Linked DNA regions of Mus musculus: regions 1, 2 and 3 are each linked to region 4. The links are chromatin contacts, called in public Hi-C and promoter capture Hi-C maps. All regions are on one chromosome and are shown on one strand. The core of a region is the stretch at or near the end of the contact, and the rest is flanking DNA. Distances in the headings are between cores, read along the strand shown.

What was found. Promoter capture Hi-C pulls out the DNA fragments that hold promoters and counts their contacts. Hi-C and Micro-C count contacts between places; a contact is called where the count stands out from the background. Capture Hi-C pulls out chosen DNA fragments and counts their contacts.
Region 1: a Hi-C map of nephron progenitors shows a contact between it and region 4, with 3 times the contacts expected there. The contact joins the promoter of Rab3d here to the promoter of Acp5 in region 4. A contact is called at or near these places in 19 of 39 promoter capture datasets (3T3-L1-derived adipocytes, the C10 cell line, the HPC-7 cell line and 13 more), 5 of 484 Hi-C or Micro-C datasets (the G1E-ER4 cell line, cerebral cortex, epidermal suprabasal cells and 2 more), 11 of 115 datasets of contacts at active chromatin or transcription factors (bone marrow-derived macrophages, cardiomyocytes, embryonic forebrain and 7 more) and 4 of 9 other capture datasets (adipose tissue, embryonic stem cells, liver and 1 more).
Region 2: a contact with region 4 is called in a promoter capture Hi-C map of embryonic stem cells, with 4 times the contacts expected there. The contact joins the promoter of Epor here to the promoter of Acp5 in region 4. A contact is called at or near these places in 26 of 39 promoter capture datasets (the 3T3-L1 cell line, 3T3-L1-derived adipocytes, the HPC-7 cell line and 16 more), 7 of 15 datasets of contacts at CTCF or cohesin (CD8 T cells, the NIH/3T3 cell line, embryonic stem cells and 1 more), 146 of 484 Hi-C or Micro-C datasets (3T3-L1-derived adipocytes, the 63-12 cell line, the AML12 cell line and 68 more), 33 of 115 datasets of contacts at active chromatin or transcription factors (CD8 T cells, DN3 thymocytes, the NIH/3T3 cell line and 18 more) and 4 of 9 other capture datasets (adipose tissue, embryonic stem cells, liver and 1 more).
Region 3: a contact with region 4 is called in a promoter capture Hi-C map of pancreatic islet. The contact joins the promoter of Rgl3 here to the promoter of Acp5 in region 4. A contact is called at or near these places in 20 of 39 promoter capture datasets (the 3T3-L1 cell line, the HPC-7 cell line, cancer-associated fibroblasts and 11 more), 7 of 15 datasets of contacts at CTCF or cohesin (CD8 T cells, the NIH/3T3 cell line, embryonic stem cells and 1 more), 146 of 484 Hi-C or Micro-C datasets (the 4T1 cell line, the 63-12 cell line, 8-cell embryo and 74 more), 21 of 115 datasets of contacts at active chromatin or transcription factors (CD8 T cells, DN3 thymocytes, acute myeloid leukemia and 7 more) and 3 of 9 other capture datasets (adipose tissue, liver and pancreatic islet).

What each region holds. Positions count from the first base shown.
Region 1 is chr9:21,916,849-21,919,775 of GRCm38.p6, reverse strand. Rab3d (RAB3D, member RAS oncogene family) reads left to right here and starts at 1,593. Exons shown (of 5, transcript NM_001324531.1): 1 at 1,593-1,754.
Region 2 is chr9:21,962,244-21,965,039 of GRCm38.p6, reverse strand. Epor (erythropoietin receptor) reads left to right here and starts at 1,464. Exons shown (of 8, transcript NM_010149.3): 1 at 1,464-1,723; 2 at 2,704-2,796. The coding sequence starts at 1,609.
Region 3 is chr9:21,988,004-21,990,703 of GRCm38.p6, reverse strand. It overlaps Rgl3 (ral guanine nucleotide dissociation stimulator-like 3), which reads left to right and starts at 1,251. Exons shown (of 19, transcript NM_023622.4): 1 at 1,251-1,339; 2 at 1,745-1,855; 3 at 2,429-2,658. The coding sequence starts at 1,307. Ccdc151 (coiled-coil domain containing 151) reads left to right here. Exons shown (of 13, transcript NM_029939.3): 12 at 223-307; 13 at 460-833. The coding sequence ends at 578. Gm36414 (a long non-coding RNA gene) reads right to left here and starts at 1,208. Exons shown (of 2, transcript XR_379185.4): 1 at 1,065-1,208; 2 at 1-118.
Region 4 is chr9:22,130,522-22,133,390 of GRCm38.p6, reverse strand. Acp5 (acid phosphatase 5, tartrate resistant) reads left to right here and starts at 1,526. Exons shown (of 5, transcript NM_001102404.1): 1 at 1,526-1,654.

The DNA.
Region 1 (2,927 bases), core at 344-2,843, 210 kb after region 4:
TTTTTTTTTTTTTTTTTTTTTTGAGACAGGGTTTCTCTGTGTAGCCCTGGCTGTCCTGGAACTCACTTTGTAGACCAGGCTGGCTTCGAACTCAGAAATCCACCTGCCTTTGCCTCTTCCTCCCCAGTGCCAGGATTAAAGGCATGTGCCACCACACCCGGCTCTGTTTGATTTTTTACATTTATTTATTCTTTTGTTTATTGCATGTGGAGATCAGAGGACAACTTGTGGGAATTGGTTCTCCTTCTACTCTGTTGGTCCCTGAAACCCTCATATCAGGCTTAGTAGCAACTGAATTCGAAATCTTGCTGTGTGGACTCTGGCAAATATCTACTTTTCTTTGATCCTCAGTTTCCTTATTTATATATATGAATACACTGTAGCTGTCTTCAGGCACACCAGAAGAGGGCATCAGATCCCATCACAGATGGTTGTGAGCCACCATGTGGTTCCTGAGATTTGAACTCAGGACCTCTGGAAGAACAGTCAGTGCTCTTAACTGCTGAGCCATCTCTCCAGCCCCAGTTTCCTTATTTCTAAAACATGTTTTAACTCCAAGAGCCCTTAGGCATGTTGAACAGAAGAATCTAGCACCCTTTAGAGCCAGACTCCTCCCACGTGGAACGGGGATTATGCCTAGGATTCAGGCCAGCACTGGGGAGATAGAGTAACCACTCTCTATATAAGAAGCCTTGGGCTCCATCCCTAGCACCGTGTAAAGCAGCATGGCTTTGTACACCTTCAATCCCAGACCTTGGGAGGTGGAGCCAGGGGAATCAGTTCACATTTACTCTTGGTACTTAAGGAGTTTGAGGCAAGCCTGGAAAACAAACAAAAAAATTTTAATTTTTAGAATTTTAAATTTTATTTTACATGAGTGTTTTGTCTGCACCACGTGGGCTCTTGCAGTTTGATGAAGTAAGAAGGGTCAGGTCTCCTGGAACTGGAGTTATTAGACACCATGTGAGTCCTGAGACTCAAACTCATATCCTCAACAAGAACAAGTGATTTTAACCGCTGAGACATCTCTCCAGCCCCCAAAAGTAAAAGGAATAAAACTATGGTTACACTAATCTTGTTATGAACCACTCGACAGAGGGAAACATTGAGGTTGAGAGAGGTTAAATATGTCAGGAGTCACAGTCCTAGAAAGGGGAGATGGGAATAGAACTCAGCTGCTGAGGTTTTCCTGTTAACACAGAATGCATAGAAAATGTTTTCTACCTCTAGTTAGGAAAGAGAGGCTCTGATGGGACTTAATGCCTCTTCCCGCTCCTCTGGGCTCTAGCTCAGGACCACAGACTTGCACTCCCAGATCCCTACCACCCCTCTCCTACCATACTACCAGGTCCCATCCTCTCAACTCCCTGCCCACCTCTGACGCCTCTTGAGGTGGCCCCGCCCCTGCCAGACCCCACCTCCGCCTGCAAGGCTCGCCCACTCAGCTAGGACTTTTGTGGCGTCCAAGCCTCCGACAGGCCACGCCCATCTCCTGGCTCCGTTGGCGGCGCCCACACCCGTAAGACCACGCCCACCGCCGGGCGCCAACTCTCAAGGCGCCCCGCCCCTTCTAGGCCCCACCCGCTCACCTCGCCTAGTCTTCTGCGGCCTCGCCCCCTCCGCCTGGGCGGAGCCGGCGCGGGATCCGGGTGTCAGTGTTGGCAGCGCCGGCAGCTGTGGGGCGAGGGTCGCAGCCCTGTGCGGGGCCGTAGCAACTTCGTGGGCGGATCCTGGTGTGCAAGGCGGGACCCGAGGTGAGCCCAGGAGCGAGTGCACCTGCCAACCCGCTGATACGCGCGTGCACTATGACAGGGTTGAACTGGGGTCCGCGCGAGCCTGGGTCCCGCACCCCCTGTCAGTGCTGCTGGCTCTTCTGGGTTCCCCGCACCCGGCAAGCTCTGCGAACGGTGGCGGGGTGGGCGAGAAGCCCAGCTTGGGGCCGAGCGACGGCGCCATATGGTGATGGGGGAGGCACTTGCTGGTGCACGCAGTGCAGTGACTGTTCGGGTGCCAACCTTGAGGGCTAGGGGACCCCTAGATGGCCCAGAAGAGAAGCCGTGGTGGGGCGGGGGCCAGCCTGGAGGCCCTGCCCGACGGACGCCTCAAACCCGTTCTCCCGGAACACAGGGTGGGGTTGGCTGCGTTCTCCTTAGAAATGCACGGAGTAGAGAAACAGAAAACACCGAAGGCCATTGAGAAATACTTTTGCTTGGGCTTCGGAGAGCAGCTCTAAGCTAGACAGCTGGAGAAAGCAAAGTGGGGGCGGGGGTGGGGGAGAGCTTGGAAGAACACCCTAGATTTGGATAAAACAGAATGCTGGAGTGTGGGAAGATATAAACAGGAGGATATGGGGTGGTGGGTTTTGCAGTCATTAAGTGGCTAGGATAATTCTCTTGGATTTGATGACTTTCAGTCCTGTCTTTGTGGACCATGGCTGGGGTGAGTCAGCTTTGGCCAAGAGGGAGCCAGGCCCGGCCCCTTTGACAAATAAAATGGTAGATACCCACTTGGGAGCCTAACTGGGCCTTTAAACCTTATGTTATATATATAGAAATTACCCTCACCCTGGGAGACAGGGAAAGGGTTACAGTGGATTTGGAGAGGACAGGACAGCACCCCAGAGGCAAGCACCAGCTAAATTCAACATCCAAGCCTTGATGGAAGGGGCTCTGTCTAGCTGGCAGTCACACACACACCTACACACCTGGCCATACCAGCTGCTTGCACTGGGCAAAGTCCAGCTTGCAGCCCGTGCAACTTCCTCACCACCACGGCCCCCCAGCCCCAACTGGCCCTGAGTTTTCACCTGTTACCTGGTCCTGCACCTGAAGGGAGAAGATCTGAACCTTCCACTATAAAGGTTCCATATTTCTTTCCTTTTTCTCTTTCTCTCTCTCTGTCCCTCTCTCTTTCTTTTTTCCTTCCTT
Region 2 (2,796 bases), core at 215-2,714, 170 kb after region 4:
ATCTATCTGCCTACCTATCTGTCCATGGGTGTGTCAATGCATGTATGCATATGTGAACATATACATACTTGTATCTGTGTATATGTGTATATCCATATATGTGTCTGTTCATGTATGTATGTATCCATGCATCTACCCATGTATGTATGTATGTACGTACTATGTACTTATGTATGTATATGTATGCATCCACCTATCTCTGTATTTGGGGGGTTCTGGGGATAAACCCAGGGTTTTCCACCTGCTAGGCAAGTGCTGTACCACTACCCGCCATTCAACTTTGTTTTTTTTATTTTTAAGTATAGAAAGCACAGGTCTGGGGCTGGTGAGATGGCTCAGGGGTAAGAGCACCCGACTGCTCTTCCAAAGGTCCGAAGTTCAAATCCCAGCAACCACATGGTAGCTTACAACCACCTGTAACAGAGATCTGATGCCCTCTTCTGGTGCGTCTGAAGACAGCTACAGTGTACTTACATATAATAAATAAATAAGTCTTAAAAAAAAAAAGAAAAGAAAGAAAGCACAGGTCTGTGATCTGAGCACTCAGAAGCTTGGGTCAGGAGGATTGCCACAGTTCCAAGACGGCCTGGGCTATTTAGTGACATCCTGCATGGAAGAAAGCAAGCAATACTGGAGCTGTAGAGTTGGCAGAGCCCTTGCTCAGTAAGGTGAAGCTCTGGGTTCCAGTCCCAGCACCACATAGGTGGTGCATGCCTGTCATCCCAACACCCAGGAAGTGAAAGCAGGAGGACCAGGAGTCTAACATCATCCTTAGTTATTCAGGGAGCTTGATGTCAGCTTGGGATACACTGTCTCCAAAACAATCAGGGCTGGTGAGACGGATGGCTCAGGTGAGCTGGCTCAGCTGGTCAAAGATTTTTCTGCCAATACTGAAGACCTCAGCTTAATACCAGGAGCACAAGGCAGGAGAGAGCTGACTCCCCAAGTTGTTCTGTGCTGTCCACAAGCATCCTGCTGCATTTGTGCATGCACACACATGCACACACACACAAATGTAATTTTAAAAATAGTAAATATTTCATATTCCCAAATCCGTGTAATTCATAAACAGAAAACACCATAGCACGTGTCTGTCACGCTACACAGCCTGATTCCACTCACACACCCAGTTGCTAGTTGTCTTTAGGATTCTTATTTTGAACTGAGCTGGGGAAGAGATACTGGCTGGAGCGAGAGCCTCTCTTCCATCTGTGGCCTGCCGGCTGCACAGCAGGCTGGATTCACAGATGCCCGGACTAGACCTAGACGGTGAAACAACATAAGTCACTTGTCCGTGACCACATTAGCAAAGCCACCCGAAACAAAACTCTGCTGTCTGCCCCACCCCCTACACTGGTTTAGGCAGTGGCTGTGCCCAAGAAGGCCCCTGTTCCCTTGGTGGCTGTAGCTTATCTGTCCCCAGCCTGCAAGCTGGCCCCGCCCCCTGGAAGGAGCTGCCACTTAGAAGCTCCTGGTCAGCTGTGTCCGGCAGCTGCTGCTGACCCAGCTGTGGACTAGGGGAAAGGGGAAAGAGGAAAGGGAAGGAGAGGTGGGGGGGACGAAACAGGGGCGCTGGAGCCCTGAGCTTCCTGAAGCTAGGGCTGCATCATGGACAAACTCAGGGTGCCCCTCTGGCCTCGGGTAGGCCCCCTCTGTCTCCTACTTGCTGGGGCAGCCTGGGCACCTTCACCCAGCCTCCCGGACCCCAAGTTTGAGAGCAAAGGTAAGAACTGTACATGGGCAATGCTGTGGTCTGAATTCCCAGCCCGAGTCCCAGGGGCTAAATGTCCCCTGAACCTCCAGATGGGGTCCTAGGGGCCAAACTGGTGTCTGAACTCGATGAGGCATCTCAGAGTCTCCTCGCCCTGGAGTGATGCTCAGGGCAGAGGCTTAAGATTGGTTGGTTTGTTTGTTTGTTTGTTTGTTTGTTTGTTTGTTTGAAGCAGGATCTCGCTAGACATTCCAGGATGTCCTGGAATTGCTAGGATGAAAGGCATGTGTCACTCGCCTGTACTGTTTCTGGTTTTGAGGCGGCGTCTGTGTAGCCAAAGCTGCCCTCAGACTCATTATGTAATTGAGGTTGAGCTTGAATTCCTGATTCTCCTGCCTCCACCTCCAGTTGCTGGGATGACCTGCAAGAGCCAACACATTCGGCTCTGTTTCGTGTTTTGAGGGAGTCTGGGATATGGTAGAAATGGCAAGGGTAAGGTAGTGCTAGGTCCGCTCTCCTGGGGGAGGGGATCGAGCTCCCAGAGACTGTGAAACAGACCCGCTGCAGACTGTAAACTCAGTTTGGCGGGCGGATGGTGCTAGGTCCTTTGGACGGCTTGCTAGGAGGAGGAAGGGGGCGGGGGACACGGTTGGCGCTATCGGGGGACAGCCGGGTGCCTGCGGGAACCGATAGGAGGCCGAGTTCTCTGCGCTCACACACACCCGCTAGGGCGGGGCGAACAGCGCTCAACTTGCAGGGTGAGTGGGCGTGCGCACGGAGGAGTAGAACAAGGCAGGCGGGGTCGCTACTCTTGGGAGTTCTGAGGCGCCACTTTTGCAAGACCCCTCGAAGGCCCTTTTGGAGAAGAGGGCGGGGCACTAAAATTATCGGATCTGCACAGGCGACAAGAGGGAGGGTAAGGGCACCGTGGAAGGCAGACCTGGGCTTCCCTGATCTCCCCCTCCCCCCGCCATGGCTATCCCCTTTTCTAGCGGCCCTGCTGGCATCCCGGGGCTCCGAAGAACTTCTGTGCTTCACCCAACGCTTGGAAGACTTGGTGTGTTTCTGGGAGGAAGCGGCGAGCT
Region 3 (2,700 bases), core at 2-2,501, 140 kb after region 4:
GAAACAGGTGCTGAATGGGCGTGAGCTTCATAACCAGAGTAGCGAAGCCTGGACTGGGTGGATCTCAGGTGGCAGGGCCTCCGAAACCAGGCAGCGAAGGGTGGGCAGTGATCTCCACCTAGAATCCGGTAGAAACTCAATGTAAGGTGCACGGAGGTGGAACAGAGCCTCACTGCCATCCCACATCTCTCTCCGGCCTCCCCCTACCCCCCCCCCCCGCAGTTCCTGGCCACGCTAGAAGGAAAGCTGCCCCTATACAACACCCGCATCCTTCTGCCCGTCGCCAGTGTCAAGGACAAGTTCTTTGGTCAGTGTGGGCCAAAGGGGGATGAATGGGAGGGGCGCGAGGTGGCCTTAAGTCAAGGCCAAGGAGGAGGTGCATGGTGTGGCGAAGGCTGGGAAGGGAAAAAGAAACGGTCCCTCACCCTCCCCATCACCCACCCCTGCCTCTCTCTGTAGATGAAGAGGAGAGTGAGGATGATGACCGTGATGTGGTGACCCGCGCTGCCTTCAAGCTCCGTTCCCAGAAGTTAATCGAAGCCCGCAGCAAGAAGCGCAATAGGTTGCGCAGATCTTAGACTCGCAGTCAAGTCCTATCGGATGCCTCCGGGACTCTAGGGAGCCCTCCGACCCTCTGGGTCCACCTACGGGTGGTGTGTGTCTGGGAGCCCCGGAGGCTCCTTCAAGGGCTTGGAGGAAGCTCAAGCAGGGAGCACCGCAGGCCAGCAGCGCCCGGAGGAGAGAAAAGGCCGAGCCAGAAGTTCCCACAGTAAATCTCTCGAGGCGGGTTGGTGCCCGCCTCGGAATCGCGCAATAAAGGTCACTGAACAACCCCCTGGGTATTCACCTCTTTTTGACCCTGCACCGCCCCCAAAAGGCTGCCCCCACAAAATGCAGGGCCACAGACACTTCGCGGCTTCTAGCCTGAGATGGCATGGCTTCCATCACCTATGGTACAGATTCAGTGTGCCCTCCTTCTCCTCCAGACATAGGAGACACCCTCGACACCTGGGATTGATCAACCCCAACCTAGTATAAAGCACTTCCCTCCCAGGGACACAGACCTGTTGTCGTGTCCCCTGCACCCATATGTCTGAGTGACAGATTGACCCGCACTTCTGGGAAGGAACGGGACTTCTAGGCTAGCCTGGGTGCGGGGATGGGGTCCGGCTGGGGACCTCTGGAATTGTGGGACCGCCTTGCCCAGCCCCGCCCCACGACTGGACGCTCGGCTGCCCCGCCCCACTGCCCGCTGGCCCTTCCGCTTCACTCAGCGGCGCCAGGGAGCAGGACGGGCACCGGGGCCATGGAGAGGACAGCGGGCAAAGAGCTGGCCCTGGTAAGAGGAAGCTGGGGATCCTCGGACCCCACGTCCCTAGTGTACCCCCAGATTCAGAAACTCCAGGCGACCGCCCCTCGTTTTCTAATCTTTCTGCAAAATGGATGTGCCTTGGAGTCCCCATTTGGGGATTCAGAGTTCCTGACCCCGTGAAGCGGCTAGTTTGGGGGATGGGGACGGGGGTCTGAGGAATCTCAGGAGGAGGTGACAGATTCTTTGTGACATTGGACTCTGGGATATCCCCAAATGATACTCCATCCACTCAAGACCTGGGAGAAGGGTATCCGTGGCGAAGACCTGGGATCCCACCCCGAGTCTTGAATACTCTGTTCGGGAAAGTGGGCCAAACATAAAGGCAGGGGGCTGAAGCCGGAGGGACTTCCCTGAGCCCGCCTCCACATCCAGGCGCCGCTGCAGGACTGGGGCGAGGAGACCGAGGATGGCGCCGTGTACAGCGTCTCCCTGCGGCGGCAGCGCAGCCAGCGCTCGACCCCAGAGAGGTCTGGAGAAGGCCAGGTGAGGAAGGGACTGAGGCGAGCAAGTGAGGGCGGACTCAGCTCAGGGGCCTGGGAGTTGGGAGGAGAGGGGGAAGCTGGAGAGCTGAGGGTGAGCCTCCCTAGAACTACGGGGCCAGGAGGAAGGGCGGAGCTAAGAGGCGACCAGGTGTGTGGAAAGGGCCTGGGGGCGGCCAGGTGACTTGGTTTGAATCCAGGAAACGGGGTGGGGCCAGGTGATAGCGCTCCCCCCAAAGGCGAAACTGACCGGCAGGGTGCAGGAAAGCAGAACGGAGGAGCGGCCAGGTGGTGATGGGTGGGACTCAGGCTTGGCCAGTGAAGCTTGGCTGCAAAACTGCCTGAAGCCTGGGGTGGCGGGGTGAGGAGGGCACAGAGGGAAGTGCTAGAGTAGTGGGGTGTCCTGCGGGGTTGATGTGAGCATTGCATGATTGGTGTATATTTAGGGAGTCTCGGAGTTTCAGAAAAGGACACAGTCACACCCCCCCAAAAAAAGTGCCAGAGATGGGTATAATTGGAAACAAGGTGCTTGGAACGCTCCTCACCTTATTTCATTCACTGCCCCACTCCCCCGCAGACCCCCATCCCGGCTACCGACACCTTCCTTCATTACCGAACCAGCAAGGTGCGGGCGCTGAGGGCCGCCCGACTGGAGCGGCTGGTGCATGAGTTGGTGTCCGGAGACCGCGAGCAGGATCCTGGCTTCGTGCCTGCCTTCCTGGCCACCCACCGGGCCTTTGTACCCACAGCCCGCGTTTTGGGTTTTCTGCTACCCCCGCCACCGCCGCCGCCACCACCTCCTGCTGGGTCAGTCATTTTCAGGAGACCCGCATGTCCCCATCCCCAGAA
Region 4 (2,869 bases), core at 277-2,776:
GCCTGTGTGAGTCTATATGCACACAAGTGCAGGTGCCTTCGGAGGCCTGCAGAGGCATCAGTTGACCTGGAGCTGAAGTTACAGGCAGTTGTGAGCCTCCCCGCATGTGTCCTGGGAACCAAACCTGGTCCTCTGCAAGAGCAGTGTACAGTTATGAGTGCACTGGGCTATGTGAGAGATAACCACTGGAGCAGTGTACAGTTATGAGTGCACTGGGCATGTGAAAGATAGCAACCCCTGGGATTATGTTCTTTTTCTCAGGAATTCATTTTTTGGGGAAGTGTATTTTTTAGACAGGATCTCACACTTTAGCCCAGGCTGACCCAGTCCTCCCTATTTAGCCCAGTTGTCTCAAACTCACTCCAATCCTCCTGCCATTAACAGACATGATCTACCACACCAGGACTCTTTAAATCTTTATTACATTTATTTACTTACTTATTATTGGTAGGGCAACAACCCGGATGTGGAGGTCAGAGGACAACTTTTGGGAGCCGGTGCTCTCCTTCCGGAAACCTGATGGAACTCAGGCTCTCAAGTCTTGCCAGAAAGTGCCGCTCTGAGCCATCTCGAAGGCCCATCGCCAGACTTTATTCTTTGGGATTCCTTTGTTGTTCTGTTTAGGTTTTGTTTTGGTTTTAGAGACAGGGTTTCTCTGTGTAGCTGTGGATATCCTGGAACTTGCTATATAGATCAGGCCGCCTTTTAACTCAGAGATCTGCTTCCGCCTCTCGAGTGATGGGATTAAAGAAGTGAGTCCCATTCTGGCCCAGCTTTATTTTGTGGAATTCTAAGGACAACCTATTTATTTATGAATGAGACAGTCTCAGGTCTTGAACTTGCTATGGAGCTGAGATTTATCATGAACTCTTGACCCTCTGACCTCCACGGCCCAGGGTTACACTGCGCACCTGGTGTATACCGGCCTGCGTCTGTGACCTAGGGCTTCGTACGTGTTGGCACGCACTCTACCAACTGAGTCACACCCCAGCCTCCCTGCAAACCGGCAAAATTTCTTGTTTGAAATAACAGGAAAGACCTGCAGTGTGCGGAAGAGGATGGCTTTGCTCCGCCCCTCTGGGTCCCTCTCTGCCTAAATTCCTTCTCTCCCGATCAATCTTGAAGGCCTGTTTTACAGGTGGCTGTTATCTGGCACAGATAGCTCAGTCAAATCCCCTCCTCCGCCCCCCCGCGCGCCCCAAACCCACTGCTGGGATGGAACCCGAGCCGCTCTGGGGCCAAGCAAGCCCTCCACCGCTGACCTGCCACCAGCCTGGTATCTTCTCACCCATTTTAAAGACCGGGAGACCGAGCCTGGCTCAGTCCGGGGCTGGACCTCCCCTGCGCGGCCACCAGAGGCTGTGAGCACCCCAAAAGTCGAAGGCAGGTGGTATTGAAATCAGGTCCCGGGTCTCCCTTAACTCCTGGGACTCTGAACCTTGGAGGCGAGGCGCCAGGTAATGGCTGAGGCAGGATTGGGGCGGGGAAACCGAGGCACCCGCCCTCTGCAACTCTGGACTCTGTAGGGCAGGCAGGGAGCCGTGGGCGAAGGCTGGCCCGCGCCGCCTCTTCCCAACTCGTGCAGCCCGGAGCGACCCGCCGCGAATCCGCAGCTCAGTTGGGTAGCACAGCTTGTCCTGGACCCACCGCCAAGGTGAGACTCGCCCGCCAGGCCCTTGCTCTGCCTCCCACGGGGGAGGGGGTCTCTGTCTGTTGGGGCCACCCCACTTCCTTCCTGTTCGCCTCTACTGAGAGGTGCGAGTGGGGAATGCAAGGCAAACTCTTCGCTGGGTGACCTGGGGTGAGTCGCTGACCCTCTCTGAGCCTTTATGCAAAGCACGGAACGAGAGATTCCAGAATCCGAGCTTGCAGGGACCGGAGGGGTTGGTGGTGAGTGTTCAAGGAAGGAGTCTGGAAAGATTGGGCGGCTTGTGAAGTTAAGGAGGGAGGGGAGGAGGTGGGAAGCTGGCCACACCCACCACAGCGCTGGGCTCTGCGGTCGAAACAGCCTGCAGCTGACTGCTGTAGGTGCCAAGGTCAAAAGGCTACAGCCAGCCACGTGGTGTGTGCCTTCTGGAAGTTCCTTAGGCTGGAAACCGGGTGTGGGAAAGGCCATGGAAGAGTGTGGACAGAACTTCCTGGAAAAGGCAGTTATTGCTGCTGTTTATGATGGCGAGGGGGAACTCGGAGACAGTCCCACACTTAGATGACTCCAGATACACAATTTGCACTAGGACTTACAAAACACAGAGGAGACAGGGGGCTGTTACATGGGCGCCACAGAGGAATTATTTAGGCCTGTAATTCCAACACTTGGAAGTGGCTCATCTTTGGCTACCCAGGGAGGAAGTTAGGGATAGCCTGGGCTTCTTGAGACACTGTCTCAAAACAAAAACAAAAAAAAAAAAATAATTGGAGTGTATGTCACAGGCAAGCCACTGAGGTTCCCATGCTAGAGTCGAGACACCCACCCAGAAAAAGTGACAGCGAGTTACAGACAGCCAAGGGTGTGAAAACACAGACGTTCAGCCTAGAACAGCCTCAGTGCAGTGAACAGTCAAACTCGGGACCTACAGATGCCCAGTACACATTACCATCAGACCCTGGCTGACTGTGCTGGCTTCGAGAAACTTTTCACGGCTCAGTCTGGCCTGGGTGCCCCCGCCCCAGCCCCATTTCCAGTTCTGGGGAAGTCCAGTGCTCACATGACCCAAGGGGAGGGCTTCTGGACAATCCTCGGAGAAAATGCATCATCTTTCCCAATGATGCACTTCTGCCCCAGAGAATAAAGACTCGGTGATCACCGCTTTTGGTCCAGGAGCTTAACTGCCTCTTGCAGCCTCTCTGACCACCTGTGCTTCCTCCAGGG